Regions from separate parts of the Pan troglodytes genome. Here region 2 is linked to region 1. A link is a contact called in public HiChIP or PLAC-seq data. All regions are on one chromosome and are shown on one strand. Each heading gives the region's core, a stretch centred on a gene start, on an enhancer-like site or on the middle of the called end of the contact. The rest is flanking DNA. Distances are from core to core; before and after follow the strand shown. Region 1 has its middle 200 kb from the start of VLDLR. Region 2 has its middle 230 kb from the start of SMARCA2.

Region 1 (5,112 bases), core at 1,215-3,714:
TAACATGTATCCTGTGTTCTCCGGAGGCACTCCTTGCCCAGAGTGTGCCCTCTGCATGGTTCCCCCAGAACACCTATTTCAAAGGAAAAGAAGTTTGATCATTCAGTGAAGATTTGGGGGGCCACTTTTCTACGTGGGAGGATTATGAGTATTACCTTTCTCCCCTATGTATTAGTAAATATAAAGAAAACATAAATTAACCCCCTTTCTGGCTGGGCACGGTGGCTCACGCCTGTAATCCCGCACTATGGGAATCCGAAGTGGGTGGATCACTTGAGGTCAGCAGCCAGCCTGGCCAACATGGCAAAACCCCGTCTCTACTAAAATATAAAAATTAGCCAGATGTGGTTGCACACATCTCTAGTCCCAGCTACTCGGGAGGCTGAGGCACAAGAATTGCTTGAGCCTGGGAGCAAGGTTTGCAGTGAGCTGAGATTGTGCCATTGCACTCCAGCCTGGGTGACAGAGCAAGACTCTGTCTCAAAAAAATAAAATAAAATAAAAATAATTTAGACCCCATTCTTCTTAGTTAACCATGACTTCTGAAGGAGGTCAGAGCTCTTGTGCTCTGCATCTCTGCTCCATCAGCCTCAAGGCCACCTTTCAGGTCCACATGAAATATAAGTGCACAAAGGCACCAGACTTAGCATTATTAGTTTCCCCCACTGGTCTGATTTTTGTAGAAATTGCCAGGAACTGATTTTCTGCCTTTCCTTCCTAACAGACAAGCCTTCCAGCCCTCCCTGACACAGCTCTTCCCTATCTCCTACTCTCTGGTCATCAAGCTTTTAGAGATGCCCTGGCCTTCTCTAGTTGCCCCAGCTGTATTTTTTCTTCTTGGGAATGCATTGATTCCAGAGCCTGACTGGGAATAAATCTCAGCTCCTCCATTTAGCAGTTATGGGATTCAAGTTACTCTTACTCCCAGGGACTCAGTTTCTGCACCTGTAAAATGGAGATTTACCACCTTTCCTTCCAGCATTACTGATATTGTTTGGCTCTGTGTCCCTACCGAAATCCCATCTCGAAAATTAATCCCTATAGTCCCCACGTGTTGAGGGTCCTGGTGGGAGGTAATTGGATCCTGGGGGCAGCTTTTCCCATGCTGTTCTCGTGATAGTGAGTAAGTTCTCACGAGAGCTGACGGTTTTATAAGTGTTTGACAGTTTCTCCTTCACACGCTCTCTCTTCTGTCTCCTGCCACCCTGTAAGATGTGCCTGCTTCTCCTCCTCTCATGATTGCAAGTCTCCTGAGGCCTCCTCAGCCATGAAGAACTGTGAGTCAATTAAACCTCTTTCTTTTATAAATTACCCAGTCTTGGGTATTTCTTTGTAGCAGTGTGAAAACAGACTAATGCAATTACCATAATGAGCTTTCAATTGATGAACTTGCATCACTGACTCCTCAACACGCAGCTGACTTCCTACTGTAATTGTTCACCATGCAGACATTTGTGGAGCCACAAGCATAACCATCATGGTATTTAAGATTCATTCTGTATCTGGATTTATGCACTTTATGAAAAATCATCAAACTGTCCTTATTATTGGTGTCTTTTTTCTGTATATATGTTATGCTTCAATAAAATATTTACTTAAAATTATTTTAGGTATGTTAAACTCACTACACCAGACAGGGCTTACCTTCTCACTCTGCTGTCTTTATCCCTCTAATTAAAAGGATTACACATACATCTGTATTTGTTTTAGAAGAATAACATAGAACAGCAAAATTTAAAAATTAAAAATTATCCATTTCCTTTCCCAGCACACAGAGACAATCATCACTACTATTTTAGAAGGTGCATATCATATTTTACAATAAAAAAGAAATAATGTTAATAAAGTTTTATAACCTTTTGATATAATCTGCCTGTAAATTCCAGAATATTATTTTTAAAGGCTGCATTATGTTCAGTTCAATGGGTATAGCACAATTATTTAACCAATCCCTACCGTTAGAGATATAGATGGTTCTGGTATTTAGCAATGCTGCCATGAACAGCTTTGGAGCTAAATCATTGCATTGCATTGGAGTTTCACTCCGCTCAAATTTCAATTATTCACACCACTCCTTCCAGACTCCTTTAGGATTCTTGGTCTTGAGGGAATTCACAATCGCTTTATTATGCACTACATCTTCTGGACTTTTCTTCTGAAAGATTTATGTCCCACTGAAACAAATAATGGGCTTGATAGAGCCATTTTCAAAGATATGACTGGAAGGAACAGAGGCACTTTGAATCACAAAACCCATTTGCTGGAGTAAGTGGGCACAGGGGACCTTAGGGCTCTCAGACTCCTGCCTTGCTGAGGGGCTGATGCAGCTTAGGAGCCCGCCTTACAGTGGTGTTTGCTTCCTGGGTGTTATTTGCAGTGTTTCTATGGTGCTAATGACTGCAAATTGCTAATGGCTGTGAAAAGCTAATTGTTGTGCAAGGTGTTTCTCTCTGTCCCAATTGCCAGGGGAGTGCACAGTCATGGTTAAACAGAGACTCATTAGCACCTCTGACATAGTCCTCCTGGGGAATCCTCAAAGCAGCCTGGAAAATAACCAAGTCTCCACCATCCAGAGCCAGGTGGCTTTGTGCCTGGCCCGCAACAAAAAACAAGGGAGGCAAAGATCTAGGAAACACCACCCAGAAGGAAACAAAGGAAGCTGGAATGGTGTGTGATGTGCTTCAGCTGGTGAACTGAAGAAGTAGAAAGGACATGGTCTTTGTAGGCAAGTTTCCTAAATTAATACCAATGCAGTGGCTAGGAAGTGCCAGGCACTGTGCTCAGTACTTCATGGCTTTTTCTCTTTGAATCACACCCACTTTTCAGAGGACTACACTGAGGCTCAGAGAATGAATAATTCTGCTCCCCACCCCGCCACACACACACACACACACACACACACACACACACACACACACACACACACGGAGAGAAAGAATTTGACTGCTAAACTTAATTCGTTATGTTCCCTAAATACTTCATGAAAGTTGGGCTGTTTAAAAAACATACTAGCAACAAGCCCACATTGGCGCATGAATGTTATTTTTCTCCTGTATTCCTATAAGTAAGGTGCAATGTCTCTGCTTCCACTGATATCCTGTATTCTAAGCTATCCACTTTAAAAAATCTATTTGGTTGATTATGTATTATTTCCCTGTCCTTTGACTTGAGTTTAACAATTCCCCTGATAAGGCAAACTTAGTCATAATAATGTTTGTTTGAATTCATAGTGCTACAATTTTCACAAACTCTTTTTTTGCTTCTTTATAGACTCATTAGATTAGAATTTTTCAGCTAGAGGTATGAGTTTCAGAATGGCCTACTCCTTCCACCACCCCCCAAGTTCTTTAAATGTGTCTTGAAACCTGTGCCTTCCCTTTTCCCAGGCACTAAAACCGTTTGTTGCTTTGTGCAACACACCAAGTTGTGTTTCCAACTCCACACTTTTTCAAAAACAGGTTGAATCAAAAACAATAGAAATTGATGGAGTAGCGATGTCTGCAATTGCCATAAGACTGTTTGCTCGAGTTCATCCTGCACACTCTTTGAAAGACAAAGTAGAGGGGCCATTCCCAAAGGAATGGCAGTCTGCTAACACAGTACAAAGGAAAGAAACACTGGAAAGCAAAACACTGCCATTTACAGTTGCAGGAAAGTTGCCTGGACAACACAGAGACTCAGGGGATGAAGAACTGATCTCACCTGCCATCTTTCCCATCCTTTTTCTTGCCTCATTAGCTTAACAGAGATAGCAGGTGCCTGTATTGACTTGACTATTAACAGGGCAAAGAATTAGCATTAAAGTTAATGTTAAACTCTCAATCAACTCAATTGATTCAATAATGAGATTTGGCGTGGTCAAAAAAAATTAACAACAGAGGAGTTTACATTATTTCCAGCTCCCCAGGAAGCGAGATGTGCTTGCTGCTTACAGCTGATGAACTATTCCTGACAATTATTCTAAGTGGATGATAGTGCAGTAAGGGAAGTTGATGCAAATGATGTCATCTGAAAGTTAAGAGAGAAAGCAAAGGGGCAAACTCCTCAGTTGGTAAGAAAATGGTCCCTCCAGAGAGTCAATCCCATTTGGTGCTATCAGATCTCAGTCCAGGATGGGTTACTTCAACTCAGGTTGAGCACAAAACAGCCCCTGCCATTCCTGCTGGTCACCATGCACCAGAGCAAAATGAGGACAGCCTATTTCCAGTGTTGCTGAGCTGACAGTTGCCAATAGCTGTCACCCACTGGTTGAAAAGACAGGACCATCATGTGAGAAGGCCCCTCACTTGCTTGCATGTGGGAAATGCAAGGTCTTCCTCCAGCAGCTGAGCTCAGGGTCAGAATAGGAGCAACCATTTGAAAAAGACTTCAGTAAGCTGGATGTATCTTTGTGGTTTCTTCTTGCTGGGAGTTTGGAACAAGGCCAAAGACATTCATAATTCCTGGAAGAACATCCCCCTCCTGCTGTGTAAATGAGAACCATTTAGGAGAGAAACAATGGTAATCTCCTCCCCTAAATCTGTTCTCGTCCTGAATTTCTTTTTTTTGTGTGTGTGTGAAAGGCTCTACCTACCATCATTTGCCTAAGCCAGAAACTCAGCACTTACTCAATACCTCCTTTCCCTTCAACACAGTAATTCAATTTCTGAATCTGGTGGTGGTTTATACCTCTTTAATATTCCTTGCATTTTCTCTTCTCCCTTCTCACTTGTTCTTCCCTGGTTTAGGATGCTATCTTTTCTTGCTTGAATTACTGTCTACAATAGTCATCCAAAGGTCTCTCAGCTCCTAGGCTTGTCACCCTTTACGCCACAGCATGATTTTTTAAAAATCCAAATCTGATCAGTAAACAGTCAGTTTACTGTTGAAAATATTTGAGAATGCTCCAAAGCTTTAATGATGCAGTTCACAGCCTTTAGCTTAGCATAAGCAAAATGTGAAGAGCAGACATTTTACCCATCTTGTTTTGGTAGAGTGTAGAAGCTCTTGAACCACAGGTAATGTCTAGTACTATTTTCTTGTGGTGGTAAGAGAACAGAGAAGGGCTACTCAGGTGCTGGCTATGTGGTTAGACATAAGAATTATGTGTGATAGACATATGAATTATGGTAC
Region 2 (5,112 bases), core at 1,310-3,809, 180 kb after region 1:
CCAAGATTTCTGCTTCAGTGGGCAAAGCCAGGAGATAGATAGATATATATATGTATCACATTAATACATACACATATATACACATTTCAGAAATTATGAGTCCACAACAACACCTCCAATTGCAATCCATTCTTCTTACATCCGTGTCTTCTCTCTTTCTGTATTTGTAACTTTCTTCTCCACAGTGAGAACCCTGGCTCTCAACAACAATGTGTTTACCGATTTGCTCAATACCAGGAAATATCTAAAATCATTTCAGAATCCTTCTGTGCCCATGCTGCTACAAAAACAAACCCAGTAAAAAGAGTTTAGTGTTTAAGTCCTTCCCGACTCCCACGCTACCTAAGTCTAATGGAATATGGTCTAATGGGTATTCATAAACTACTCGGATTTTTTCCCCCTTTCAGTGTGGTTATTCATTTGAAATACAGTTGGGTTTATTTTTTTCAGTTTGGTTTTTAGTTTTTTCTCCCTTCCCATACTTTTTGGTTTAATCTTTTAAATAAATAGAACATTAATAAACTTCCAAAAATCAAAAATAATACAAAGAGCTATACCATAGAAGTGTTTCTCCCTCTCATATTCCTTCCACCCTGTTTCCCACCTTCTTGTTAGGTGACCTGCTTCATCTCACTGCATTCTTTACTGGTTTATTCCTCCTATATTTCTATTTTTTTGAAAGATATGCAGGTACATGTATTTCTCCCATTTTTCCTTTTCCTCACAAAGGTTAGCACAGTATACATCTACTCTTTTGCAGTTGGTCAGGAAGAAACGCTTTCCATGAGCTTCGGAGACTAGCAGCCTTCTCTGCAGTATCTTATGTTCATTTAGCAAACACCTGAGTCTCCACAGAGAGCCAAGGCTGATCAGTGAGTCCCAAGTCTACAGTGAGCTGGCTTCATAGTATAGACCTTTCTCACGAATGCTTCACGCCTAGCCCAGCCAAAGAACTGCGCCCTACATTGCATTCTTTCCTGTGCCTTGTTGACACCCTGCGGTTTCAGTGTGCGGACCCTTGTCTGTCACTGCCTTAGATGACTGTTGTAGACCCTCACCTTTACGGAGTACAGACGTATTATCTCAATTTCCCTTGTCGTCTGGTTCTGCCCTCCCTCACAAAATCAATCCTCCAGGGACAAAGCTTCCTCCTATACTACGTCATGATGCTGAAATCCTTCCCCTCCCCTCCATCTCTCAACTTACCTCGACAACTATCTCTTTCTCTCTCTCTCTCATGCTCATGCGCGCGCAAACACACACATACACACACTCACACGTGTTTTCTTTAAAGGCTTAAATTTTCCATAACAGTGGGGGGTTCCCAAGGAAAAGGGGTGAAAGTTTTAAAAATAGGTGCTTGCTGGGTAATTTGCCATTAAACATCAGGGCACCATTCTAGTAGGGAGATGGCTGTTAACCCCTTCACTTCTGCTCGCCAGGGTCCTGCCCTCAGCACCTCAGGGAGGGCTGCCTCCCCGAGATCAGCAGCTGGGGAGGTGCGGGCGGGGGTCGGGGTGACAGCCAAGCTAAGTGGAGGTCCCAGGAGGCTGGACGTAATAACCACAGCGACTGTGGTTGCTCCGCCCGGTCCTCTGGGGGCAGCCAGAGCCTTCCCAGGTTTTGCCTTCGCCCGGTCCTCGCCCTTCAAAGCTGGGTAAGGTCCAGCCGTCCACCTGTGGCTGTCCTACAACAAAACCACTTCCAGGAAAAGGAAGGGGTACGTGACAGGCCGAAGAAGTCAGGCTACAAACCGGATGACAACCGTAAGGAAGAAAGAAAAGAGCAAGCCACGGGGGTTCTCATAGGGTTAACACAGCCTGGCATACACAAAGGATGAGGGTGAGGGCGAGGCAAAATGAGAAATCGGGTGCAAGGAGTAGGGGAAAAAAACCTTCCAGCCTTTCTTTTTGCATCCAGAGGTACATTTTCATTTCAGAGTAAACCCAGCCACAAATGAGGGTAGCTGGGAGCATGTCCCTTCTTAGGCAGCTGAGAGGATGAAAGAGCCTCCCAACGCCTTTGATGCAGGCTGCATATTCGAGCACATTTTGAAACGTGCATCTGTGCTGTGTTGGGCCTGGAACCCCGGCGGCTCGGGGCTGGCTGTGGGCGGGTGAGAAGGAAAACGTTGCCTGGCGTTACCCGCGTCTGGAATGGGTTCCCGGAGCAGCGCTAGGCAAAACCCGGAGTGGATCTTGGGAAGAAAAGCAGGCGCTGCTCCCGGGCTCAGCACTCGGTTTCTTAGGCGCCGAAAGGTCCACCGTTTGCACACACCACCCCTGAGGGCTCGCGAGCGGTGGGAACCTGGAAGGGGCCAAACATGCTGTTCAGAATAATTTAGGAGGTAGAATATTCCTCCTGCTTGGTAGTGTGAAATCACTTATTTATGGCTTCCATTCAGTCTCCGGTTTGCAGATAATCCCCCTTTCTAAGCGGTGAAACTCATGAATGTTGATCGTGCAAATCAAGCTGACACTAGCAGCTTTTGTCCACCAGGGCATACATCAAGGCCTGCCTTCTCCCCAGCACGTTTCCCCCTCCTCGCCATGCGCATCCCAGGCTCCCGGATTCCTGAAAGGCGCGCTCCGCCCCAAAGCGACCTGAGGGTCTCTAGCAACAATCCAGGGGCTTGTCTGCCAAGCGCTCGGGCCCCACTTGGAGCGTCCTGTTCAGAGCCTCAAAGAGACGCCCTGAAGACAAATGGCCCCGACAGGAGGAGGTCACCCAGCGAAGGGCTGCGGGAGCTCTAGACCCTCGCCCAGAGGCCTAGGCGCTCGTTCTTAAACACGCAAACCGAGCCAAGCCGGGACAAAACCCGGCTCCGAGGAAGGAAGCAACGAAACAATCGCATTTATGTAAAGGGAGGATCGAGGAGAGAGAGAAAAGGCAAAGCCAGCCAGGATGCGAGGATTTGAAATAATGAGATCAGACGGGGGACGGCGGATGTTAACTACACCCACAGAAGCCATCAATAAAAGAGGCTTTGCTAGAAGTCAAGCCGACCGCTGGTTTTTAGAGTGGCTAGGTGGTAACTCTGGATCCTGCTGTAATAAGATACTTTTTAATTAATGCTAACGAGCTAATGTTATTAACTGCTCAAAGCTCCAGAGGAGTAGGTGCGAACTGCAGACCAAATATGTCTTTGGGTGTTGTGCGATGAATGTGACCGCTGAACGAATTAAGAATAGTCAGAGGCACCCTCATTCTTAGGGATCCAGGCTCATGAATAAAGATATTCATGCGGCCTGGTGCGGTGGCTCACACCTGTAATCCCAGCACTTTGGAAGGCAGAGGCGAGTGGATCACCTGAGGTCAGGAGTTCGAGACCAGCCTGGCCAACATGGCGAAACCCCATCTCTACTAAAAATACAAAAATTAGCCGGGCGTGGTGGCATGCACCTGTAGTCCCAGCTACCTGGGAGGCTGAGGCAGGAGAATGGTGTGAACCCGCGAGGTGGAGGTTGCAGTGAGCCAAGATCGTGCCACTGCACTCCAGTCTGGGTGACAGAGCAAGACTCTGTCTCAAAAAAAAAAAAAAAAAAGATACTCATGCTTAATTTAAATTGTATTATGTGGCAGTCTCCAAACTGGTCTCTGTAGCAGAGGCCACTCATTGTGCTTCAGAAAGTTACTGTTTACCTGTGTGTCTTTCTGTTGAGAACCATTTCAAAGCTGAGGTTGAGCTGTGGGAAGGATACATTTCCACACACAAGTCTGTACTTTAAAAAATTATCTTGGTTGCTTGGTACAGGATGAGTTACCAAGAGGGTCAGGATTCCTGCCGGCCTGGCAATATTTCCTGCTTCCCACCACCCCACCCACTTCCCCAATTTACAAGCCCTGCCCCCTCCCCTAAAGAAGACCTGTGAATGACAGGCTAGTCCTCTGCCTCCTGGTCCCAGCAAACAGGAGCACTGATTCTTGGCCTTTCTTAATCGACTTTGCTGTGACTCTGACCACCATAAAGTTCACAAGAGAAGAGATCATAAAGGATGGTCAAAGTCTAGTTTTCTGAACAGGAGAGATGATCAGAGTGACCATTTGGGGTTGGCACACATTTCCCAGACAGAGGGAATATGGCGAGTTAAGGCACCGTGGGAAGAATGTCATCCATATGTCATTGTTCACTCTTTTACATTAGTTATGTACTCCAGTCCTGGAATCCAAAGGTCAACAGAATGCAGCAAGTTAACTGCTGCCCTTCTGTGGGATGAATTCTTCGGGAACAATCTTGGCTTTGTCAGTGTTTCTTACCTGCATGCCTTCTTGGATCTTGGTGTTTTCTGTCTGTTGGCTTTGACAGTGTCCAGATTGGAGGTTATTTTCATCCATACAGTCTTCCTTCCCTCTCACTCCCTGGCCTTTGAAGAATGACCCCTCTCTGACTCCACATGGCTCTGGTAAATCAGGACATGTGACCAATAGGGAATATGACCAGGCCAATCCTATTCTCTCTTCCAGGAAATGGGATTTTCAATAGAGAGACCCAGGATATAAGAGGTTGAACAAATTATCCCGTAACTACACCCTAAGGACAGGGTTCCTAAGGGTTGTGAACCCTGGAGCTGCCCTGTTGCTGGTACCTTCCAAAACATATTCTTGAGCATTTCTCTCCATTTTACAGGCTTCAGAAAATATTTTTTGTTCTTGCTTAACTTCAATTAATACATTAATACACAAGTCATACAGAAAATAGCAAGTTTAGAAATCAATTTTTTGTGTGAAATACACATCCAGAAAACTTCATTAAAGTGTATTACGAACAACTATAAAGTGAACGTTACGTATGTGTTTACTACCAGGGTTGGGAAATGAATATTATCAGTAGCCCGGGTGCCCTCTCTAACCCACTGCATTCCTCTCCTTAATGATAAAACCACCTTGCTCTTCCCTAACTACTCTGCTAACATTCTTGATCATCATTTCCTTGCTTTGCTTTACAGTTTTATCACTGATGTATGTATCCCTACACATGTTGCTTAGTTTCATCTGTTTTAACATTTGTGTGAAAGGAAGGAGGATTTTGTGTCTTTACTCAACATTACATTTGTGAGAGTCATGCATGTTATTATGTATAGAAGTAGGTTATCCATGTTATTGCTGTAGGAT

What was found. HiChIP or PLAC-seq counts read pairs in DNA pulled down with a chosen protein or histone mark.
Region 2: a contact with region 1 is called in an H3K4me3 HiChIP or PLAC-seq map of stem cell-derived excitatory neurons, with 4 times the contacts expected there. The contact joins two enhancer-like sites. A contact is called at or near these places in 1 of 7 Hi-C or Micro-C datasets (stem cell-derived neural progenitor cells) and 1 of 1 datasets of contacts at active chromatin or transcription factors (stem cell-derived excitatory neurons).

Annotation. Positions count from the first base shown.
Region 1 is chr11:113,509,072-113,514,183 of NHGRI_mPanTro3-v2.0_pri, forward strand. No RefSeq gene overlaps it. Among named protein-coding and RNA genes, the nearest start is that of VLDLR, 200 kb to the left of the region's middle. Within about 2 kb of position 2,465, at least 4 of the 24 cell types and tissues checked have an H3K27ac peak or open chromatin away from gene starts, as enhancers often do. A contact at or near this core is called in stem cell-derived excitatory neurons, where this site is marked.
Region 2 is chr11:113,692,977-113,698,088 of NHGRI_mPanTro3-v2.0_pri, forward strand. No RefSeq gene overlaps it. Among named protein-coding and RNA genes, the nearest start is that of SMARCA2, 230 kb to the right of the region's middle. Within about 2 kb of position 2,560, at least 23 of the 24 cell types and tissues checked have an H3K27ac peak or open chromatin away from gene starts, as enhancers often do. A contact at or near this core is called in stem cell-derived excitatory neurons, where this site is marked.